3 separate regions of the Mus musculus genome follow, and all the other regions are linked to region 3. The links are chromatin contacts, called in public HiChIP or PLAC-seq maps. All regions are on one chromosome and are shown on one strand. Each heading gives the region's core, a stretch centred on a gene start, on an enhancer-like site or on the middle of the called end of the contact. The rest is flanking DNA. Distances are from core to core; before and after follow the strand shown. Region 1 has its middle 160 kb from the start of Gm24614. Region 2 has its middle 140 kb from the start of Gm24614. Region 3 holds the start of Zc2hc1a (zinc finger, C2HC-type containing 1A).

What was found. HiChIP or PLAC-seq counts read pairs in DNA pulled down with a chosen protein or histone mark.
Region 1: an H3K27ac HiChIP or PLAC-seq map of the NIH/3T3 cell line shows a contact between it and region 3, with 10 times the contacts expected there. The contact joins the enhancer-like site here to the promoter of Zc2hc1a in region 3. A contact is called at or near these places in 6 of 39 promoter capture datasets (the 3T3-L1 cell line, embryonic stem cells, liver and 1 more), 2 of 115 datasets of contacts at active chromatin or transcription factors (the NIH/3T3 cell line and astrocytes) and 1 of 9 other capture datasets (embryonic stem cells).
Region 2: an H3K27ac HiChIP or PLAC-seq map of embryonic fibroblasts shows a contact between it and region 3, with 10 times the contacts expected there. The contact joins the enhancer-like site here to the promoter of Zc2hc1a in region 3. A contact is called at or near these places in 4 of 39 promoter capture datasets (the 3T3-L1 cell line, embryonic stem cells and liver), 5 of 115 datasets of contacts at active chromatin or transcription factors (the NIH/3T3 cell line, astrocytes, embryonic fibroblasts and 2 more) and 1 of 9 other capture datasets (embryonic stem cells).

The regions. Positions count from the first base shown.
Region 1 is chr3:8,268,898-8,271,597 of GRCm38.p6, reverse strand. No RefSeq gene overlaps it. Among named protein-coding and RNA genes, the nearest start is that of Gm24614, 160 kb to the left of the region's middle. Within about 2 kb of position 1,422, at least 29 of the 459 cell types and tissues checked have an H3K27ac peak or open chromatin away from gene starts, as enhancers often do. A contact at or near this core is called in the NIH/3T3 cell line and astrocytes, where this site is marked.
Region 2 is chr3:8,291,937-8,294,636 of GRCm38.p6, reverse strand. No RefSeq gene overlaps it. Among named protein-coding and RNA genes, the nearest start is that of Gm24614, 140 kb to the left of the region's middle. Within about 2 kb of position 1,411, at least 17 of the 459 cell types and tissues checked have an H3K27ac peak or open chromatin away from gene starts, as enhancers often do. A contact at or near this core is called in embryonic fibroblasts, where this site is marked.
Region 3 is chr3:7,502,058-7,504,757 of GRCm38.p6, reverse strand. Zc2hc1a (zinc finger, C2HC-type containing 1A) reads right to left here and starts at 1,332. Exons shown (of 9, transcript NM_173181.3): 1 at 1,231-1,332. The coding sequence starts at 1,246.

The sequences.
Region 1 (2,700 bases), core at 173-2,672, 770 kb before region 3:
CTCCTCCTCCTCCTCCTCCTCTTCTTCTTCTTTCTTGTGTTTCGAGACAGGGTTTTTCTGTGTAGCCCTGGCTGTCCTGGAACTCACTCTGTAGACCAGGCTGGCCTCAAACTCAGAAATCTGCCTGCCTCTGCCTCCCAAGTGCTGGGATTAAAGGCATGTGCCACCATGCCCAGCTGCATAGTTCTTCTTAAAGGGTGCATAACAGCATACTCCTATTTTAAACTAGATTTCAGGTATTTTCAAGAAGGTATTGCAATCAGTAAAATGAGTTACTGCCGGAATATGCTGACTTTCCCCTTGAAGCGTTTTGCTCTGTCATGCTTTGCCCTTTGTTGCTCTTATTTGTGTTTTATGAGCAATTGGGGTTGTTATGTTTTTCCATCCAGGGGTTGGGTTTTAAATTGTATGTCTTTTCCAGATGAAAACAAGAATATACACCAGAGTTAATCTCGTGGGGGTGATTCAGAAAGAAAACATACTGGGGATCCAATAAAAGCTGTCCAAATGAAAACCATGTTACCATGGCTTCAATTTTAGACTTTTCTCTTTGTACTATCTTCAGGGAGTGGTCGCTTTGGCTGGCCTCACTCTTGCTCTAGTTGACTGCTACCTTGACAAAGGGTGTTTAGGGAATTATAATTTTGTAAGCAGTAAGAGTCTTTAAAGGAGATTGATTAAGCATTTCTTTTCCTTTTTCTCTGCTAAAGCCTCCCCTCCAGGAGAGTGCTCAGAAATGGAATATTACTGAGGCTGCCAGTGGCTTCCATTAACTGGGCTACCCCCCCCCCCAAGGTTTGCTAATGAGGCTAGGAGGTGTTTGCTGACACTGTTGATGATTTGAAAGCTTGCTTTAAAGATTTCTTGGCATTGATTGTGGCTACTTTCCTCATGCTCTGCTGGAACTATGCTGTACCTTATTTTTCATTTGGAGATTTTCTTTTGTAAGTTTTTCTGTTTACTTGACATTTTGTTGTTGCTAGTCATTCTGCTTTGGCAGGCAGCTGGGGTCAATTAGCTTTGCTGCATTTTATTTGGGGGAAGATTATTTATAGGTCTTTATATTGAATTAAACTCCTCCCTTTCCTAGGATATTGTGGGTAAATACCCAAGATGCTGTAGTGGTTGCTAAGTTACTCTTTCAGAAGGAACAACACGGTCTTGGATCACATCTAAGAGCATCTTATAATGGCAATGCAATGCCCTCCTTTTATTCAGGGGTTAGGCTACTGTTATTTATAAATATTTTGTACTGTTGGATACAGCTTAGTGTTTGTCATATGAACTCATTCTTGTATCAAGCACTAATTGACTCCCAAAATGGAAGTGGGTTTTCCCTTTGTGGTTACTTTGTATGTTTATAATTCAGCCATACTTGGTGGATATCTCACATCTTTTAAGCTTACACAACATCTGAGTCACCTAAGGCTTTGTCCAGCACTATAACAGAAGGATCACAACAGGGAGGATACTCCTCTGGTCTCCTATACATACATGTCACCAGGGATCACAACCTTCCTGTCAGTTAGCAGGCTATGTCACCCTGTACAGGTCACATGAGCTTCTGTTTCCCTTAAAGTGTACACCATAGACTCTCATGTTTCTCAGCAATAAGTTAATATTTATTTTCCCAGGCATGCACAAGCTTGTACTCTGAAGTGCTGCATGTATGTAGAAATTAACAAATACTGAGTGATGACTGACCTTTCACTCGCTGTTGCTCTCTGCACATAGTAGATGGAAAATGATTATAATATAGCAGTTTGTACACCCAATCAGATGATTGCATGGGTTTGTTCACAGGGTCACTTTTTAGTCAGTTTTGGACCCCCTTTTACATTATTAAATGATGTCTGAAGAAAGGCATCAGATATTACCTACCTACTTCTGTTTGCTGATCCATGTGTCCTGCCAGTTCCAGTGCCTACTGTGGCAGGGACTCAGTCAGAAGAGGGCCAACACTACAGACTTGTTTAATTTCTGCAATTAAAAGAGATATTTAGTGGTTAAAATGATACATGTGACATGACAACAAGGGACTGATATTGGGAGACCAAAAAGCACACCAGGAAGAATGAGGCAGGGGGACAGTGAGGGTGTGATGGGGAAGGACTAGCCAGAGCAGAGTGTGTATGGAAACACCATAATGAAAGCCATCATGTTTAACAAGAATTTGAAAGAATTAATTTTAAAAAGAGTAATTCTTTTTTTTTTTCAGAAGTAAAGGAGTATGAAAGAAGATATCCTGTGTGATTGGGTAATTGTCAAGGCAAGACCCACCTGTCTGCTAAAACACCTTATTGTGGTCTTTTAGATCTGTCACTTCAGTGATTTTTATCATTATAGGTTACCAAAACCTGACAAAAATCTGTTCAAATGAGAAAGGGTTTATTTTAGCTTACAGCATGTGGTAGTTTAGTCTTACTACCAGGACAGAGACCATGGTAGTGAGAGATGCCACTGCAGCAGGCTGGTGTTGCTGAACACCTCACATCTACATCTAGATGGAACAGGAAACAGAGAAAGGAAGATGGCAGTGACTAGCTGGCTTTCCTTTTCTCTTTTTATTCAGGCTAGGACTACATCCCAGAGAGTAGTTAACACCCATAGATGGGGCAGATGATTCCTCCTCTTTTAATTCTGTCTGGAAACTACACCTTAAGTTTTCCTTCACTTGATCTGACCAGTAGTTAAAATACC
Region 2 (2,700 bases), core at 162-2,661, 790 kb before region 3:
CCACCTGGTGCTATCCAATATGGGTAAGTGGCTCACCTCTCCATGAATTATCTGCTTCTCATTCTCTTTCTTAGGAGTGCTATGGTTTAGATATGGCTTGAGTATGTCAGGAAATGTGTTTGCTAGCATGGCGCATTGAGGCAGAGGAATCTTTAAAAGTTAGATTGTAGCATAAATCATTGGAGCCATAACTCTCAGTGGAGATTAATGTAGTTGTCATAGGACTGAGTTAGTTCTAAGGATTGTTGAATGGGATCCTGTTCAATCAACCTCCTGGATCTCACATCTGTGCATAGCTTTCTATTTCTGTTCTCATCTTTCTGCTCTGGTGAGACTCAGCCCGTGCCCTAGGACTAGTACCATGCTACCTGAACTGTCTCACACCAGAGTTCTGAGTCTATTGAACTGCATTGCTTTAGGAAGTATGAAACCTCAAGTTCATTACAGCAGCAGAAATTGCACTAAGTGGCTGCAATGACTATTCTTGTTGTCAACTTGAGTTAATCTGGAATTAAGTAAAACCCAAGTGGCTGAGTACACCAAGGGAATTTTTTTCTTAGTTAAATTATTTGACATGGGAAGACCCACCTTTAATCCAGATCTTTTGAGGTGGGAAGACCTACTTTTAATTCGGACCACATCTTCAGGTGGTAGCCTATATAAAGGATATGGAAGAAAAAGCTTATGCTCATTGCCCTTTTGTCTTCAATCTCAGTGGCGAGTCACTAGCATTAGAATACACTTCTGGATTCTAGAATATACTGAAGAACAGCTGAGATATCCATTCTTGTGGTCTGAACACCTACTGTATTCTTTCACTTTCCATTGGTACATGGCCCTTATTGGACTAGCTAGACCACACATGTAAGCCACTCCAATAAACCTCTTTTCTTCACATCCACATAGATTTATTCTATTAGTTTTTATGTTCCTTCAGAGCACCTTGACTCCTACAGTGGTTTAATCACATAGGTATTATAATATCTACCACATTTCTGTTTGTTTGTATGACTAAATGTATTTGCTGTACATAGAATTACTCTTTGGAAGACAGAACATCAGAATATAAGAACTAGTCCTTTGGAGTTGGGCTTGGTTTAATTTCTGCAGAGTCTTTATAACCACATAAACTTGGACAATCTACTTAATTAAATTTCTGCAAAATGTCAATAGGACTTGTGTTTACTTTCTATGATCAGGGAATTTGGTGGAATAGAAGAGTAAATGTTTTCCAGAGGAACAGAACCAGTAGGAGACATATCCAAAAGTCTACATTTCTGACCCTAAAGGGATTTATTATCCGGAACTGGAGGCTGCTATCCTTAAATATCTATGGGATGAGTCAGCAGGCTGCAGAGCCAGGGAAGCTAAGGATATAGTTTCACCCATTTCTGAGAGGCTAAGAACCAGGGATGCTTCATGAGATTCCTGGATCAAAGCCCAGAAAGCACAAAAGTGTCACTTCAAGCCCTTGTGCATTTAAGAAAGAAAAAGATTCATCCTTAACTGAAGAGAGTTAGACTTTTTGTTTAATTTAGGTTTTTAAGTGATTGAATGAGATCCACCTACATTTTGGAGAATGATCTGCTTTTCTTGGTCCACCAACTACATGTTAGTTCAAAAATACCCTTGTAGGAACACTTAGGACACTGTTGTATTTCTGTTTTAATTGATGGGGCTGTAGTACTTTATTTTTCAATACTGTACTAAGGATCATGTATTTTTAAAAATCATCTGCTTAGCCACTCTTATGTGAATTCCCTTGATTGATCTCAGAAAATCAGCAGCCTTAAACAACTACTCTTTTTTTTTTTTTTTGTACAAAAAGTAGTAAGCTCTAACATATTCCGTCAATGAGATGAATACCTAATCAAAGAACACGTGAAGCCAGGCTTTTAGCATCCTGGAGTACATCATGCCACTGAAACTATCACATGCACAAACATAATCAATCTGGCTCCATGGAAAAGTTAGTGTAATCCTCCCAAGATGTCTTCTTTAGAGTTAGCTGTTGTTTGATGTTTCTTGGGGACTTTGTAAGTATTTTTTCTATGCTGAAATTGCTTTCTGTATGTATCAAATGAGTCTGTTCTTGAAGTGTGACATAATCTACTCCAGTAAACAAGTAGGTCTTGAAAGATGTTGGGATGGTCTTACCAGTCATGATATCTATTGCTTGTTTTCAACCTATGAATCTTTTTAAGTGAAAAGTCAAGATGAAAAATGAGTGCTCTGTAGAGTTCTCTCAAGCTGTGGTGCCATATATCACCAACAGCGAGAGGGGAGCAGCAGTGCAGTTGCCTAGATAGCACTTCTCATAGTTCTGCTCTCTGAGCCAGACATTTCATCTCAGGCAGAAGAAACATTCCACCACAGAAAATCTTGCACTCTTTAAATAGCATTCCACGTATTTCAAGCATTGTTGGGTAAATTAATAATCTTAAGCTTAAGGAGGTAACTCTCCTTCTAAGGCGTTGTTAGTCTTGAGGGGCTACCAAGAATACATATAGTGAGATGCATCAAAGGACAGTGTAAAAAATGCCTGTAGAGATAAAGAGGAATTGGGGGAAAATGGAGTGAAAGCCCAGGGGCAGAGGAGAAGAAGTACAGGAAACACAAGTAATGGCTTGGACCTGGAACAGAATGAGGCTATTGGATATTTATAGGTAGTAGTTAGGAATGAGGTATAAAGACAGTGTG
Region 3 (2,700 bases), core at 83-2,582:
AATCACTAAAATGAGTTGCCTGTAGGGGTATCCAAAAATAGGAGATTTTTGAAAGGTATGCTGTCATTACAATTTCTCATTTCATGTTAATTTGAGTGGTACACCAAGCAAGACCTTCACAGCTAATCTGCAGCATAAATGATCTATTAGAATTCTTTATCACCTTCAAGATGTTTGGAGAAAGCTTAACTGCAAAATATCATTGTGAAATAAAATTCATAATCATATTATTATATTTTCTTTCTGGTACACTTAAATCACTGGGGAAGAGTTATCAGTTACCACTGTTAACTTCGTAACATGTCCTGAAATATTTGACTATCTATAATACAAGAAAATGAAGGGATCAAGTCCCCTATTCATTCCAAGTACAGTAAGTGGTGAAACAATTTTAAGAGAGAAAAAAAAACTATTTTAAGGCAGCAGGATCCAAATTTTCTGAAAGCTTGTATATCAGAAAGATCCCTAGTCTTTTTAAATCCTGAAACTGTTGTCACCACTGTTAAGATTTTTTTTTTCTTCCTTCCTTTGTTTTTTAAGTGAAATGTTGTCCTAGCGCGGGATTAAAATGGATGAAGAAAGGGAAAGAACTGGGAACAAAACAAAATCTGAAGCCATGGCTAAGGCACCAGGATAAAGTGAAGATAAGGAAGCAAAGCTGGCTTTTCCCTAGACCGTCCTCGTGAATAAACCATTAATGTTGAAGCTATTGTCCCTGCTGTAGAGCTCGCCAGGGACACTTCCTTGGGAGATGCTCCGGCATCTCTCCGAGCAAGGTGCGGTAGAAATGGAAGGAATGGACCTACGACTGTCCAAGGTGTGTGTCCAGAGCTCGCTGGAGGCAGGGCAGGTCCTGAGGGGTCAGCAAGAGCTGGCGACCCGGGCGTCGCGAACCTTAACCAAGAATACACTTTGCAAAGATAAGACTCGACCAGAGACACCTAGTGCCCACAGGAAACTCAGGGGTCCAGAAAGGACCCGACATGGTAGTTAGGCCTTGCAGAAGTGAGGACGCGGGGGCTCCAACCCCGCGGTGAAGTCGAGCACCGTGCCCGGCGGGCAGCCCGCGGCCACCGCTCCCGTAAGGGGCCGCCAGCTCCGCCCCGGGTGTCGGCGAGCGCGGGGACCTCGCTGCAGAGCCGGCCGGCCGGCCGCACTTGCCCCCAGACTCCAGGCCCCGGTCGCTCGGGCCCGCTGGAGCCCCGCGGTCGCATCCCCCTCGCGTCTCACCTTCCAGTCCGTCCATGACGCGCCGCCTCAGGCTCCGCAGGCAGCACCCGCCGCCGCCCAGTTCCTGCTGTAGCAACACGGCCGCACCTCCCACACTCTAACATCCCGGCCTCCTATTGGTCCGCGCGGGTGGGGGCGGGGTGACAGGGGCGGAGCTACTAAGGGCGGGGCTGCGCCTTCTGCCACCTCCCGAGGGACTCTCCTTCCACCAAGGTTTTTCCAACCACCCTCCCTGGAAACCGCAGCTACTTTTGTTGGCAATCCGAGATCCTTACACGCCTTTGTTCCACTTCAGCCACATTTAGGCTCACACCTTGTTTTCCAGCTTAGAATGCCTCCGCATCTCGGAGCTCCTCATCTCCAGTCAGTAAGAGAATGTCTTTTTAACAGGTCCCTCTGAGCTCTTGTAACAAGATAAGGGGGCCTTGGTCCAGCACCATCCCGTGTTCACTGCCCTTTTAAATCAAGCAACATCCTCTAGCCTTGTTCTTCAGACACAGCTCTATGGGCTAAGACATTGTTTCCTAGGTAAGTCATATTTTCTGTATGGGACTGTGGAACTGAGATTGCGCCAAACTTCTGAAACAGTTTTCTAACTATAAAAAGTTAGGCCCGAAATTAGAAATGAAACTTCCCCGTTGCACAATCTTTCCCTGGCCAGCACTATGCTTGCCCTCAACTGCAGTTCTGCATCTCATCAAGGCTGTACTGTACTGAGCGCTTTAAACTGGGAAGCTAACCTATCAAGGCACAAAGGTGTCTTTCTGTCAGAGTCAAAATGGAATCCAACCACTCAAACGGTTTTGCTTCACAGTCTAACACATTTTACCCTTACTAAAACTCTTCGAAAATTTTACTTAGCAAGAATAAACCAATCATATTGTTTACTGATTCTGGGGTGTCCATTACTAAGTTATCAATATATTTTGTTCGTAACAAGTCTTACACTGTTTTCTTGTTGAGCAGTTTAATTCAAAAGTTGTCTTAATTCTGTATACACTTAAATATGTCAGTAACTCTCTGATTTTGTTTAAACAAGCAAACGCCAAGAGGTCTTATCTGTGAGAAGACGCTCACAGTGGGTGTGAAGACCGTAGAGTCCGAGTCTGGTACAGAATAGTATAAGAAACTTCCATTCTGCAATTATCTCATGAGTCCTTTCCTTGTTCTGCTCTGGGCTTCCCTGACTTCTGAGTTTCTGGGACCTCCATGCAGGCAACCAACCTAGTTACCCTATATTGGTGTAGAGAGCCCCGCCACCACCAGTCCCCTGGCCATGCTTCTAAGACAAAATCAGATGAGGTTGAGGACAGCTTTCATAAGAATGCCCAAAAAAATAAAAAGAACACAAAAAGAATTATCAAAATAAAGAAGACATTTACTTTGCATATTGCAAGTTTAGACAAATATTAGGATGATGGACACAAGCCTTATTAGCCATAAAATCTACAGTAACATCAATAACAATAA